Regions from separate parts of the Mus musculus genome. Here region 2 is linked to region 1. A link is a contact called in public Hi-C data. All regions are on one chromosome and are shown on one strand. Each heading gives the region's core, a stretch centred on a gene start, on an enhancer-like site or on the middle of the called end of the contact. The rest is flanking DNA. Distances are from core to core; before and after follow the strand shown. Region 1 overlaps Vwa5b1 (von Willebrand factor A domain containing 5B1). Region 2 has its middle 12 kb from the start of Gm32930.

Evidence for each region. Hi-C and Micro-C count contacts between places; a contact is called where the count stands out from the background.
Region 2: a Hi-C map of cortical neurons shows a contact between it and region 1, with 4 times the contacts expected there. The contact joins two enhancer-like sites. A contact is called at or near these places in 6 of 39 promoter capture datasets (the 3T3-L1 cell line, cranial neural crest, liver and 2 more), 5 of 484 Hi-C or Micro-C datasets (Sertoli cells, cortical neurons, nephron progenitors and 2 more), 2 of 115 datasets of contacts at active chromatin or transcription factors (embryonic basal ganglia and forebrain) and 4 of 9 other capture datasets (adipose tissue, embryonic stem cells, liver and 1 more).

What each region holds. Positions count from the first base shown.
Region 1 is chr4:138,581,013-138,585,102 of GRCm38.p6, forward strand. It overlaps Vwa5b1 (von Willebrand factor A domain containing 5B1), which reads right to left. Exons shown (of 22, transcript NM_029401.1): 15 at 567-768; 16 at 1-213. Among named protein-coding and RNA genes, the nearest start is that of Vwa5b1, 41 kb to the right of the region's middle. Within about 2 kb of position 1,744, at least 3 of the 459 cell types and tissues checked have an H3K27ac peak or open chromatin away from gene starts, as enhancers often do. A contact at or near this core is called in cortical neurons, where this site is marked.
Region 2 is chr4:138,849,382-138,853,471 of GRCm38.p6, forward strand. It overlaps a transcript of Pla2g5 not described here. Among named protein-coding and RNA genes, the nearest start is that of Gm32930, 12 kb to the right of the region's middle. Within about 2 kb of position 2,305, at least 12 of the 459 cell types and tissues checked have an H3K27ac peak or open chromatin away from gene starts, as enhancers often do. A contact at or near this core is called in cortical neurons, where this site is marked.

The DNA.
Region 1 (4,090 bases), core at 494-2,993:
CCCCCCTCTTCAGGGCTGGAGGCTCCAGCTCGAAGCTCACTTCCCACTGCATGCGTTGGTTGGCGCACAGGCCTTTGACCAAAGCCTTGCCCACCACAGGGCTTGGAGTGGCAGTCCTGCAGGGATTGGCTTGCTCCTCGGACTCAGCCATGGGCTCCAAGTCTAAGGATGTCTCCCGTTCAAAGGTTGAAGGACAATGGGCTGGCTCTATGGCTGGAAGAACAAGAGGGCTGAACCTGAGCCCAAACAGGCAGCCATTTGCAGAGAATGTCATCCCTCCCCTGGGGGCAGTCATTTCTAGAAAACACAAAGGCCATCCAGCTTTAAAGACCGATCCTTCCTAATGCGCTAACGCACAGGTGGCTTGGGCTTGTCCCAGAGAGGGACAAATCCACCTTTCTGGAAGCCTGTCCCTGAGGGGATGAACAGATGGGGTGGGCACAGGAAGGTTCTCAGAGCAAGAGTTTCACAAAGACACAGAGACAGGCACTGGTACTCTGTCTCTGTCATCTGAAATTGGGCCACAGCCTTCCTGTCCCCTTGGATCGTGGGCCTTGGTCACTTACCCAGATCTTCAGAGCTTTGGCTGTTAGGGGCAGACGTCCGGCTGGCACCACAATCCAGCTCTCTCACAGGGCCCCAGGCCTGGGGCTTCTGGTCAAAGAAGCGCATGAGCTGGCAGCCTTGAGGCAGTAGGGAAGGCCTGCGGGCTCCTGGGCCATGAAGTTTGGGGCCCTGGCTCAGGTTATGGCCTTCGTTAAGTAGGGTCTATGGAGGAAAGCAAAGGGCAGGGGAAGGGAGGGAGGAGGGAGAATGTAAGAGGAGGAGGGACGAATGAGGGGTAGAAAGAGGAGGAAGAGGAGGAGGAGGAGGGGGAGGATGGCAAGGAAGGGAAAGGGGGATGAGGATGGGATGAAGAGGAAGAAGGGAGAATGGGGGAGGGGATAAGTAGGATGGGAATGAAGAGGAAGGGAAGAGGAGAGGAGGGAGGGAGGAGAAGAGGAGGGGAAGGGAGGAGGGAGGAGGAAAAAGAGAAGGAGGGAAGAAGAAGAGAATTAGGAGGATGGAAGAAGGAGGAGGGGGAAACAAGGGGAGGTGAAGCTCATGATGGCAAGAACCTCCTTCTGCTCCACCCCCCACAGCTCCCTCCTCTCTCTCTCTCTCTCTCTCTCTCTCTCTCTCTCTCTCTCTCTCTCGCCTCTCTCTTTGTCTCTCTCTCTGTGTCTCTCTGTCTCTGTCTCCCTCTGTCTCTCTGTCTGTCTCTGTCTCTGTTTGTCTCTGTCTCTCTGTCTGTCTCTGTCTGTCTGTCTGTCTGTCTGTCTGTCTGTCTCTCTCTCTCTCTCTCTCTCTCTCTCCTTCACAGCACTTTCCAGGTCAGGCCTCTCAGGGACCCAGGGACCCTTGACTTAGTCCCCACCACCCTTGAGAAACAGAAACCAGAAAAATTCCAGGCCACGGGTCAACTGCAAGGCACAGAGAGCCATGTACCTTGGATAATTCCAGACCTACTTTCTTTTCTGGCAGAAAGCTTAAACCCTTTTTTGTGTGCAGTTAAAATTACCAGCCCTTCCCCTTATGTCTCCCCATATGGTGTGCTTAAAAGGTCTTTCCCACCCCCAAGAAAATCTTCTAGAAGTTTTGTTATTTTTGTTTGTGTGTTTTAAGGCTTTGATTCATATGCAATCTATTTTCCTGTGAGGAGATAGGAACCAGCTTTAACTTTGATTTCCCAAATGCCACAGACCTCAGTGCTGTTTATGGAATGCAGCGGGGCTCCCTGTAGCTTATCGGTTCGATACAAGATCCTTACAGAGCTAGCATGTGTGTTTGGCTTTGTTTGTGGACTTTACAGTCTGTTTTGATAATTTCATCTATCTGTTCTTGGGCTTGTTATAAACAAACATCCGAAAGCCAAGGGGTAGATGGGAAATATCCTTGCAACATGTATGATGGAGTTCTTTTTTTTTTTTTTTTTTTTTTTTTTTTTAAAGAAAATGCTCTTGGAATTCAGGATCCTCTGAGTCCCACTCAACCACTGATTTCTGCAAAAACACATGCTTGTTTAGATGTTTTTCTTTCTTTTTTTTGTACCATGTGTGTTTGTGGGCAATGCAGTGCACAGAGGACTCACACGGAAGGAGTTCTTCCACATTGTGTGATTCAGGGATTGTGATGGAGCACCAGGCCAGGCTCCTTAAATGCCACACAACTGCAGCCCAGGGCTGGGTAACAGACCATGACTGCCCTGATTTGCGTGGCAGAAGCCACAAGACTGGGTGGTACTACCATGCTGACTCACACAAAGGTCTAGCATCGTTTACCTGCCTACCCAGACTGCCTTCCTCCTCATGACACAAACTACATCCCCAGAGCTACACACAGGGGATATTTCTTCTGAGCACAGAAAGACATCTCATCCCCCCGTCTTATGTGACTCACTGCCCTAAGCTGCAGGTGGTACCCTAGCTACTGCCCAGCTCACTAGCACTCTCCAGGTGTACTCAATAAACAATTGTTCTTCTTCTGGCCTTGAAAAGAAAAGGAAAAAGAACTCTCTCGCATGTAATTGGAGAGAAAAGACAAAATTAGAATAGTGGGGGCCTTCATCCACAAGCAGTTTTTATTGAACACATCAGTTAGCCAAGTGGAAATGTTCAGAGCCATGGTAGTTAAGACAAGTCACATTTTTTTTCCTTATTAGAGACAGGTAAATATCTAAATGTGTGACGATGCTCAGTGTGTTCAGGTCTCTTATGTCGGCACAGACTGGGGCAGTGGGCTGTGTCCCACAGATTGAAGTCCATGAACTGAGATAATGATCTTACTCTTACAAATTTAACCCTGGGGGAACCACAGGGTTACAGGGTCTGTGTTGTATCTGTTACAAAGTAACACATGCAAGCTGTGCGTATTTGTCACGATATGGATAATCAGAGTAGAAATCTGGAAACAGTGGGGTGACGTGGCACATGCCTTTAGTCCCGGCACTTAGGATCAAGGGAAGCAGATCTGAGTTGCTAAGCCAGTTTGGTCTATGCATCAAGTTCCAGGCCAGCCAGGGGTGCACAGAGAGAGCCTGATGTTAAATAAAAGATTTGGAACCTACATCTCCATCAGTAGGAGAGAGTGAAGAGGTTGCGGTATATCCATGTAACGGAGTATTACACAGCCCCGAAAAGAAGGATCTCCTCATACCTCTGTGGGAAGATACCTGAGGAAAAAAATCACCTTAAACTTATGACAGATCTCAATGTCAGCCACAGACAACTGTTCATCAGGAACAGACTGTGATTTCACTGTATATAAAATTGAATTCAAAAGGCATTAAGAGGGCCAGTGAGGTGTCCCAGTTAGTAAAGGGGCTTGGCGCCAACCCTGACATCGTGAGTTTGGTTCCTTGGACCCACATGATGGAAAGAGAGAACTGACTCCCAGGGATTGTCCTTGAACCTCGGCATGCACGCCTACTTGCTCACCCAGTCATATACACAGAGGAAACAAACGAGATAAAAATGTATTTAAAAAATAACGTTAAGATGATATGCTGGAGGATAATTTGCATAAGCAACTATTAACATATGCAAGTGTTCTGTGTATACGTGCATGCGCATGGTATTTCTAGAAAGACGTCCTCAGAATTAGGTGGGCGTTGGGGTAGCGGAGGGAGACTTCATTTGTACTTTATACCCAACTGAACTGTTTGAAGGATTTAATTCCAAATGCCAAGTATGTATTACTTTTGTGATGGACCATTAAGCTAAAATGAATTTCCTGTTTCTTAGACCGCACACACGTCCTGGTAGGGAATGACGTAACCGCTTACCAGGTGGAATGAAATTTGGGGATATCAGTAAACCTTGGGGGCCTTTTTATGCTATTAAGTATGTATTAGTATGTATTGGGGGTATGCCTCTTCATAAAAGGGATAGTATCTTCCTGTCTCTAGGCCAAGGATGCAGGGCATGGAAGAAGGGAGACTGGCCACTTTTAAAGGTGCCTTTGAGGGGGCAGGTGCCCAGCTACAACTCCCTGACCCTTCCACCCACAAGAGACTGAGATATTCTCTACTGACATCACCATCACCCACACA
Region 2 (4,090 bases), core at 1,055-3,554, 270 kb after region 1:
AAATGCTAAAATAAAGTGTATGTCTAACCACGTGTGTCTTTGCTGGTACGTGGTCACTGTGTGCTTGTCTCTGACTGGTCTTGAGTGTGTGAATGAACGCTGTTTCTTTTTTCCTGCCCTCAGCCACCTAGACCCAATCCTCCTCTTGGTTTTCTGGCCACTGGATCTAATACCACAGGGATTCAGGTTTTACTTACATATGAATAATTTTGAAGTTGTTTTATACTGTTCTCCTGCTATTTTATACTGTCCTGTTTCATTGCTAGCTCTGAAAAATGGGGTATTACAAACACACAGACACAAACAAATCACCAGCACGAACACACAAACACGCATGCATATTCAAACATCAACACATATATACATGCACAAACAAACACACCTGAATGCATACACAAACTCACAAGCACAAGCACACAGGCATTTGAAAACATGCGCATAAACATGTATACACACACATGCACACACAAAAACTCACATGTGGAGTACAAATACAAAATCACACAAACACACAAAATATACATTCATAAGCACACATGCATACAAACCCAGGAACCAACATGCAGATGTTAAAAAAAACCCACAAACACAAATTCATGCAAAAGAAACCCACACATGCACACAAAAGACACACACATGTGTACACACGTACACCAAGAACACACAAGCATACAAATGTTCACATACAAACACATATATGCCTGTATACACACACATGCCTACATGTGTGCACAAACATAAGCTCACACACAAATTCATTAGGGCACACAGACACACATAAATATAATGTGTACACATGCAAAACCAACACACACAATGTGCATGCATGCATATGCCCGCAAAGAGACACCAACACACAGACATCCATGAACACACATGTGCAGATGCACAGACACACGCATTCACACACAAACTCACAGAGAACATATAAACAGACAGATGCATACACACATAAAATGCATGCAAATGAAAATGCATGTAAATGAAAAAGCACACACAAACAGAAGCACATACAAACCCTCACTAGAGTGGACTGTCCCCTCCCCCCACCATTCTTGAACTCCAGACACCTGACTCAGACACACTGTGTTGTTAGTTATTAAGTCAGCTACTTCTTGATGTGGGATCCACTCTGTCTCTCAGAAATCTTTAAGAACAATGCCTCATTGTATCTAAGGGAAGGCTTGGCACTTGCCCGCTCCTGTTCTGTCTCTGTCTCTCTCTCTCACACACATACAGAGAGAGAGAGAGAGAGAGAGAGAGAGAGAGAGAGAGAGAGAGAGAGAGACCGTAGCTACACTATGCTCCTGTCTGCCTATGACACTAACAACTCTCCAAATAAAACTCTCTCCTTTCTCCTTTTTTTTTTGTTCCCTTCAAAATCCCGCTCTGTCGTCCAGGCAGATGAGGTTGGCCATGACTCTCCCACCTCGACCTCCTGAGGGCTGGAATTTCAGACATGAGCCGTTATCCCTAGATCTCTATTTTCTCTGACCAACACATGTAAACCAACGTGTGTGTTAAATATTTGATTTTGGCTGCGTGTGGAGGTATACACTCTAATCTCAGCACCCAGGAAGCAGAGGCAGGCAGATGAGAACTGCCTCAAATCACAACAAACAAGGAGTTAAACCTTGTAATAGGAAATTCCTTTTGGATTTTTTTTTAGTGAAAAGGAATATGCGCTCTTCTGATCCCTTAACCATTTGCCACTTCCAGGAAGAAAGATTTCCTAACCTAAGAACGGGGGGGAGATAGATGTGGCTGCAGTCCTCAGACCTCAGCAGACAAGTTTCTGTGTGCGGTGGGCAGCACTTAGCACACAAATTCACACTGGCCAGAGAGCACCTGTCTGCTTCCCAGAGGCAAACCAGCCCATCCAAGTCTGCCTGACTCTCCTTTGTATTTGCCCCAGTGATATGAATCTCTGAGCACAGAGCCCCAGACCCTCTTGCCCCTTTCTTTGCGGAATAAACCTAATGGCTGAATTTCGGTGTGATTTAAGCGTCTACGGTTGAGGCAAGTTTCTTCTCTTCCCCTCCACACAGGGGACAGGCACCCTTATTATATAAAGTGATTAGCTGTTTTTTTCTTTGTGCCACAAGTTTGAAAGTAGTAAAATGTCACCTGCAGGTTCTTGAGAAAAGATGTTCGGCCACCCAGAGCTCTGAACTGTCCCTCTGATGTTGGCTTGTGTAATTTGGGTGGTGAAGATGGGAGAAAAGGCAATGTGAAACCCAGAGTCTTCCCCACTCAGCACACGTCCCCATTAGATGGGGCTGGACGGTCCTATGCTGCCATCTACTGGGCACTGGGCCTCCCTGCAGCTTGGGATGGGTGGCATAAATTATCTTCCAGGTGCCCCTGAGACTCTCCAAGGATAGAAACCATATCGTAGCTCCCTCTGAGAATTTGTAATACCTGGAGTCTGAACTGTGAATAGCTGCAACTAAAGGTTTGACTGGGCCTTTTAAGATGCTAGCCAGGAAAATGGCTAAGCCTGGGCCTTAGGTTCTCAACCTGTGGGTTGTGTCCCCTTTGAGGGTCAAATGACCCTTTCATAGGGGTTGCATATCAGATATCAATATTACAATTCATAGCAGTAGCAAAATTATAGCTATGAAGTAGCAAGGAAAATAATTTTGTGGTTGGGGGGGGTCACCACAGCATGAAGAACTGTATTGAAGGCTCGCAGCATTGGGACGTTTCAGGATTACTGAAGGAGAAATCTTTACAAATGACCATCAGCCAAGAACTGTCCACTAAACCTTGCACTAAAGGAATATTGATAGGTTTGGGGGTAAGACATTGTTTACAATGAACATGTGTTGGCCACAGATAAGACAGGCGGAGACCCATCTTGGTGGCAAAGGCCCATAAATAAACCCAGGAAGCTGAGGCTTGTGGGCTGCCAATCTGAGGCCAGTCTGAGATAGAAAAAGAGCTCTCATTCAAAGGGAGAATTGCAGAAAAGCAGGGGGGAGGGATTATGGAGAGAGGAAAGCTCAGGATGGAAGCGTTGGGTCAGGAGCTATGGTCCCACAGATCAAGTCACACCCAGCTGCCCATACAGCCTGGAGAAGGTGACAGATAGCCCCTCTGTGACCTTGCACTATGGGCTAAACTTCTCCTGACCCCCAGAAACAGAGCAAATCTGGTTACAAGCAGGTACTCTGTACTAACTACATGGCATGGGACCATAGGAATCCTCTGTCTGTGTGTGTGTATGTCTGTGTGTGTATCTATGTGTGTGTGTGTTTGTGTGTGTCTATGTGTGTGTGTCTGTGTGTGTATGTGTGTCTGTCTGTGTGTGTGTCTGTCTGTGTTTGTCTGGCTGTCTGCCTGTGTGTCTGTGTGTGTCTTTCTGTCTGCCTATCTGTCTGTATGCCTGTGCATGTGTGTGTGTGTGTGTGTGTGTGTGTGTATGTGTGTGCATGTGTGTCTGTGTATGTATGTGTGTGTGTGTCTGTGTACAGATCTGCATTTGGAGGTCAGAGGACCACCATGGGAATCAGTTCTCTTTCCACCATGTGGGTTCCAGGAATCACTCAGCTTATAAACCCCCTCACCGGTGCTCTGAGCCCTCTCGCCCGCCCCCCAGGCTCTTTTAAACAGCACTAATTTTGCCTTTCACGCAGACACTTATCCATCCTTTTTTCTGTTTACAAGATTGGAATTTTTCCATCCGTGAGCTGCCTAGCTTCCCTTCTTCTTGTAAGGACTCTTTTAGAGGCAGTATTTTCCATCCTGCAATATTTTTAGAAGCTTCTGCATTCAAATCAAAAATTATACCTCATTGTCTCTAAGGTGTGGGATTCCCACACACATACCTCCAAAAGTGACACTCTTGGGTGAGCAGTCTGGTCCTTCTGGAATGTTCCACATTGCAGCTCTGCAAACGCCAGCAGCAACTCTCTCACTGAATTCACTCGGTTTCAGTTATAAGCTTTTATCACCAAATTTAGGGTCACATATTAGGCCTGGGCTATGAGGGTCACACTCATCTACCATGACCTCTTCCTTTCCCCACTGCTACGGGGAGATGGCAGGCAGCCTATTGAGAGCCTCCCTGTGAACGCATCACTCTCTC